2 separate regions of the Hordeum vulgare genome follow, and region 2 is linked to region 1. A link is a contact called in public Hi-C data. All regions are on one chromosome and are shown on one strand. The core of a region is the stretch at or near the end of the contact, and the rest is flanking DNA. Distances in the headings are between cores, read along the strand shown. Region 1 has its middle 23 kb from the start of LOC123399428. Region 2 holds the start of LOC123399436 (zinc finger protein STAR3-like).

The links. Hi-C and Micro-C count contacts between places; a contact is called where the count stands out from the background.
Region 2: a Hi-C map of leaf shows a contact between it and region 1, with 3 times the contacts expected there. The contact joins the promoter of LOC123399436 here to the enhancer-like site in region 1. A contact is called at or near these places in 4 of 6 Hi-C or Micro-C datasets (leaf and seedling).

The regions. Positions count from the first base shown.
Region 1 is chr5H:573,522,416-573,525,559 of MorexV3_pseudomolecules_assembly, forward strand. No RefSeq gene overlaps it. Among protein-coding and RNA genes, the nearest start is that of LOC123399428, 23 kb to the left of the region's middle. Within about 2 kb of position 1,461, at least 2 of the 3 cell types and tissues checked have open chromatin away from gene starts, as enhancers often do. A contact at or near this core is called in leaf, where this site is marked.
Region 2 is chr5H:573,561,147-573,564,620 of MorexV3_pseudomolecules_assembly, forward strand. LOC123399436 (zinc finger protein STAR3-like) reads left to right here and starts at 1,311. Exons shown (of 1, transcript XM_045093844.1): 1 at 1,311-2,802. The coding sequence starts at 1,367. The coding sequence ends at 2,635. It also overlaps the pseudogene LOC123397371.

The DNA of each region.
Region 1 (3,144 bases), core at 211-2,710:
ACTAGTAGCCTTATTGCATGGGCCATGACAACCAAAAGTCCATTATTTCTGCACCCATGATGTCCCATAATAGTTACTAGTAGCTTATACCATTATGTCTAGTATTCATCTTGTACTCAAAAAATGAAGTTTCATGCCTAAGCTTACTAACATCAGATCTAGTTTCAAAGATCCAAATGCGAGAAACGCAACAGTGCCGCGGGGGTGAGGGGGCAAGACCTAAAGGGCCCCGCCAGGTACACATACATGCACGCGCGCACGTCACGTTGCGGGTTTGCCTAAAAAAAAAGCACGTACCGAGTATTCCATTGATCGCTAGTTTTCTTGCCTAAAAATCGCTAGATTATCGCCATGATCTTCGTGCATGCACTGGACAAACCTTCATTCTCCGATCTCCTATTCAGATCCTCACTTCATCGTTCTCCTTAGTTGTCTCAGCGACTCCCCCAAATTCACTAGTCTAGTCCCTTCTTTGATCGACTCCTTCTGGATGCTCCTGCTAGTTCGCCAATTCGACCATTCCTGAAGGTGTGTTATTTCTGTCATCTCAAAATATTGAATGGATGTGTACCATATATAGAAAATGTAAGTTTAATTCTATATTCTAATTGTATTGTGTTTTACATTCAGTCATTTATTAGTATTGAGAGATATGTTATATAATAGATGCCTCTAGCAAAAGTTGTTTTCATGTAGATTTTTTTGGAAGATATGGATATTTTTAATTCTACATTCTAATTGCATTGTGTTTTACAATGCTGTGATTTATTAGGATTGAGAGATATATTATCTAACATATGCCTCTAGCAAAAGTTTTTTTTATGTAGAAATTTTGGAAGATATGGATATTGGTATGATCACCAATGACTTTGCATCTATCGAATGGTAGGATTTTTTTAGATAACATATTTTAATTTTTTTATTAAAAATATTGGTTCTGGATGTATCTTAAGTGTTTTCAGTATATATAGAATATATGTCATTATTTTGATGATAACATTAAAAGGCCCCAGTTTTAGTGTCGCCTCGAGCCCCTGAAATGTCAGGACCGGCCCATGCAACAGTGAAAATATTTCGTAATTGGAATGCATTGTTCGGGAGATAAACTGTTTTGGGAAATACGAACGAATGGAAAAAACTCACAGATTGTGAAAAGCAGCATGTCACTTCTCACCAAGAGAGGTAGGTGTGACCATTGCAAGCGATACACTCTAATTAATGATGTTAAAAAATACATATATCTTCCAAATTTCTATTTTCTGTACTAATGCCCTTATTGCCCCATTACGTGGCTATGTGCAATATGTTTGGGCCCAGGCATGTTGCAACTTGTTAGTTACGAGTAGGTTGTACATACTTGTACCTATCCAAGAAGGAAAAGCATATCTGCCGCATTCTGTGGCAGATTGTCGACGCTTCACACAGGAACTGCTAGCGAATGATAGGGTTTGGGCCGGCTCGTTAAGGCTTTCACTGATCCCGATTTTGGGAACCTCCAGCCGGCTTTTCCCGATATTGGGCAACCTCTACAAGGTTCCCTAAACAGGTTTTTTTGTTTTATTTTTTTTATTCTTTTATGTTTCTATTTCAAACATGTTCCGGAATTTGAAAAGAAATCAGAATTTGAAAAAATGTACCGTAATTGAAAACAATGTTCCAGAATTTTTAAAAAAATCGAGAATTTTTATAAAATGTTCCGGAATTTCAGGAAAAAATCCGGAATTTGAGAAAAAATTCCGGAATTTCGAAACAATGTTCCAGGATTTGAAACATTGTTCCGAAAATTGAAAATATGTTCCTAAATTTGAAAAAAATTAAAATAAAATCCAAAAACCAGAAAGAAATAGAGAACTGGTTCAGGGAACCTTTTAGAACATTACCAAAACATGAAAAAACCTGATAGGAAAAACTAGAAACTTCTCAAAACCGCAAACGCTGGAACATGTTAACGGGCCAGCCCAGATCACCCTTTGGACCTCGCTACGTGATACACCTTAATGGGTTGGCCCGGGTTCGTAAGCCCCTGTGCGGCTAGCTGCTATTGGACGTAACGAGCGAGGTCCCATCCAAAGAATACGAGTAGCTTGGACGAAGCTAGGAAATAACTTTGATAGTGTCATCTAAGTTACACTAGGTTCAACTATAAAAAATAATCAACACCACATTAAAGAAAATAAAAAACAACACTTGGTGCTAATTAGCAGTCATGAATTACATGTCGCAAAAATGGCTATTTTTTAAAATTAAAATACGTCTAAATACATCCATTTTCACGACTTGCAATCTTGACACTCCGTCCCGAATTACTTGCCGTAAATTTTTCTAGATGCGAATATATCTACACATGTTTCAATGTTAAATACATATGTATCTAAACAATTAAAGACAGGTAATTTAGGAAGAAGGTGATAGGATTTAATGAAGGAATTGCAGAAGTCAGGGCATCTCCAATGATCGTATGATCATCGTTGGTAAAATTGTCACATAGATGATTTTGATGACATGACGTATAATAAAGAAGAGAGAGAGAACGACACCGTATGAACTTGAAGCAACGGTTCACGCACAAGCTCCGAGGCAAGCATGGTTATTTCTTCAATATTTAATGGACCCCCTTAGTTATTTTACATACGATTAACATACACTCCATTGAAGAGCTTGTATGATGTGTTGTTGCTTGTACCCAGTATGTTCTAAGTATTCATCCATCCTGCAGCCAAAACATCTTCTGTTTGCTTCGTGACAACGAAGATCTAAGTAACACCTTATGAACGCGTCAAGTCGTTGATATAATTACTAGTGATGGATTTACACAACCTGTTGGGAGCTTGTGGTCGTGACGGGCATGTTTCTGGATTAGTATGACGAGTTGATGACCCAGCTGAGCAAAGCGCAGTCGTCACTGATGAGGTGTGGAGGTTGGGAGATTCTGAAAGAGAAAGGTCCAACGCACTCTACAAAGTATAGATGGAAATACATAGAAAAATATAGTCAGGTGGGTTCAGTCGGTCTACCGGTGTAGACGGAACCATGCAGATAGCATGATCGATGAAGCTGACGCACAAAATGATCAACCGAACTGCGGATGCATTTTTTACATGTAGGCGACACCGTACGATGCATAGTATTCCCTTCGTTTCATAA
Region 2 (3,474 bases), core at 61-2,560, 39 kb after region 1:
TGGCCGAGTGGGTGATGGTGGCCGAGAGGATGGTGATGGTGGCCGAGAGGGTGATGGTGGCCGAGAGGATGACGACATTGATTTCTTTGCCGATGACCTTGTTGAGTGGTGGTGTCGCGAGGGTGGTGGTGCATGCCAAGGATTGGCTTGATCCACAACATACACATGCTATGTTTGTGATGATTTTGAATCAAACTTTGTGTTCGAAGTGATGTCTTTTGGATGAACTTTGCATTTTTAAATTTGAAAAACGTGGTGATGAAACTTCATGTTATGGCAATTATTGATGTACATGCTTTCATTTGAATGATTTTATGATATGTATTGTGTAGAGATTGTATTTATGCGGCTAGTATGCAAAACGGTCATAAATTTGATTTTACTCCGCTAACTATATGGGATTGACTAGGTGTGGCCATCGTTAGTGGAGTAAAATTTTACTTCACTAACTTTACTTCAACTTTTATTTCACTAACTTTCAGGGAATCGGTTAGAAATGCTCTTAGAATAACAAATTCTAGACATACATCATGTGTGTTCAGTGAAAGTAGACGTTTATCAATCTCAACATGATGTACATGCTTAGTCTTTTAAAGATGCTTATACATGTGAACCAACCTATGATTGGATGGTTAGAGACACAGTGGTATCCACAACCCATCAAGGTTTAAGTCTTGTGCTCGCATTATTTTTAGATTTATTTTAGAATTTTCTGCGATTGGCATTCAATGGAAGAAGACGTTTCCATCGACGACGAGGTGTCTACGTTAACTTTATAAATCTCAAGATTATATGTTGGTCCAATTTCTCAAAGATGTTTATAGGGGTAGAGTGTGTGCGTTTATAAAAATAAGTATGTGGGTGATTATATGAGCGTTTGCGTCTGGATTGTGTTAAAAAAATTGCTCATACAAGTAAAGTATACGTTTACGGGGGTGAGTATATGTTGTGTTGTACTGAGTTAAAAAAAAACTACCATGCCAACCATCGACTCCGGAAGCAGTCCATCACTGTGAAAGTCAAGCTTTGACGCTTTGTGTTCCTGAACTTTCTGAGATTGGAAAGGGGCAAGATGACGTCGCTTTCGTGGCGGAAGGCAGTGGCCCCAGGGCCAGGAGCCTCAGTCAGCCCGTGCGCATTGACACATCACACATGCATGCATGGATGCCCGGCCCCGCTCCGTCGTCTTCCCCACCCTTCGCTGTCGCCTCCCGCCTTCCTTCCACCTGCGCCACGCCGCCGCCATGGAGCCCACCCACCTCCATGCACATATATAAGCTAGCCAGCTCCACTAAGCTCAAAGACACACGCACCACTTCACCGCTGACAAAAGCAGAGAAACAGAGTCCGCGTCCGCGTCTCCATTATGTGTAGCTCCGATCATTTCGCCAGTAATAATCACTTGTACCTTCAGCACAATCACCAGAGGTTGCCCGGGACGACGGGGGCCATGGAGGCCTGCGATCTCGAGAGGATTGGGCACGAGCAGAGCCGGCATGGCCAGGAGGCGGAGGAGCATCGGCCGTCGGACTCGGGCCCGAGCGCGGCGCTCACCACGTACCTGACCTTCCTGGAGCACAAGATCGGGCACCTCCGCGGGATCCTCTGCTCCACGCCCCGCCACCCGCAGCAGCAGCGCGCCATCGTCTCCGCCGAGCTCCGCTGCATCATCGTGCAGCTCGTCTCCATCGCCAACGACCTCGCTTCCGACTCCAGCACCGGCGGAACGGTGGACGCGTCCCCGTCCGAGCCCAGAGAGGAGAGGTCACCGTCGCCGTCGAACGGCACGCACGACGACTCCGACGAGCACGCCGGGGCTGGCGACGGCGAGGAGGAGGAGGAAGGGGAGGGGCCGTACGAGGTGGTGCAGATCGAGAAGGAGGAGATCCTGGCGCCGCACGCGCACTGCTGCAAGGTGTGCGGCAAGGGGTTCAAGCGCGACGCCAACCTGCGCATGCACATGCGCGGCCACGGCGACCAGTACAAGGCGCCCGGCGCGCTCGCCAGGCACGGCTCGCCGGCGCCGGCGCCGGTGGCGGGGAGGCGCTTCTTCTACTCCTGCCCCTACGCCGGGTGCAAGCGCAACAGGGAGCACCGGGACTTCCAGCCGCTCAAGACCCCCGTCTGCGTCAAGAACCACTACCGCCGGAGCCACTGCGACAAGAGCCACGTCTGCCGCCGCTGCGGCGTCAAGCGCTTCTCCGTGCTCGCCGACCTCCGCACCCACGAGAAGCACTGCGGCCGCGACCGCTGGGTATGCTCCTGCGGCGTCTCCTTCTCCAGGAAGGACAAGCTCTTCGCGCACGTCGCCGTCTTCGACAGCCGCCACACGCCCGCTCTGCCGCCCAGCGACGACGAAGCCATCGGCCATTGCAACATCGCCCCCGCCACCACGACCGCCACTCACAGCATCGTGCCCAGCTCCGATCGGCTGCTCCCGGCCGGTGGCGTCGAAGCGGTGAACCTGATGGACCAGAGCTTCTCCGGTCAAATGCTAGATGGTCTCAGCTGCTCCGGCGACAAAGGGGCCATGGATGACGGCCGACCAAAGCTCTCCTCTCCGATTGGCAATGACTTCTGTGACTTTGATGGCTTCGACCTCTTGGGAGCAGTTGCAATGGACTTCAATTTCTGATATCAGAGGATAGATAATCTAGAAACTCTCTCAACCTGATGATATGAGTAACTAGAAAATTTGATGTTGAACCAAATTGGTTGGCACTAGCCTGCACAGCAATTAGGAAACGTTGGTTCTAAAAAAAAGTAAACAGTACAGTGATTAAATATTTCTACTCCTGCAAATTCAGTAGCATTTTTTTTTAATCTGAAGGGCATTTGAGATGCTAAAATGACAGATAACGATCCAACTGTACACAATGATCCAACTGAACTTAGTGAAATCATTAGGCTGGAACTGGTAAATTTTGCCAAGTTACTTGGCTGGAGAACTTTGTGACTTGCTTCAGTTGCAGGCATTCAGGTGTCAACTGGCACAACATTATTCAGTAGTTCAGAGTTCAGACTCCCATGTTCATCATATCTGATAATCAGAATCAGATAAGCATAATATCAAAGTGCAATTTCAAGTTCACCTTGTAGGGAGATATATATATCAAAGTGCAAGCACAGAATCACAGGAAGAAGACAACTGAATCAATCTTCATGAGCTCAGAAACCAAGAACAGGAACAAAGACCGGGTTAGATTGATTCAGTTCTTGGTTTCAATAAATCTATAGGCACTGAATATATTCATTGCAAACTCTTTCATACAGTGTATGGGCTAGATGTTCATGAATAAGTATAAAAGAAACCAGTAGGTCAATCCATCTATACGAATCTGCTTGGTTTGGATTACGAGAGGGTTTTCACAACCATTGCCAAAATTGAGAGTTGGTAATGTATCATCCGAGCTTCTCAAGTTCTGCACAGTATCAACTAGGAAATTTAAATGACAAACCAAATTGGCTGGCAGT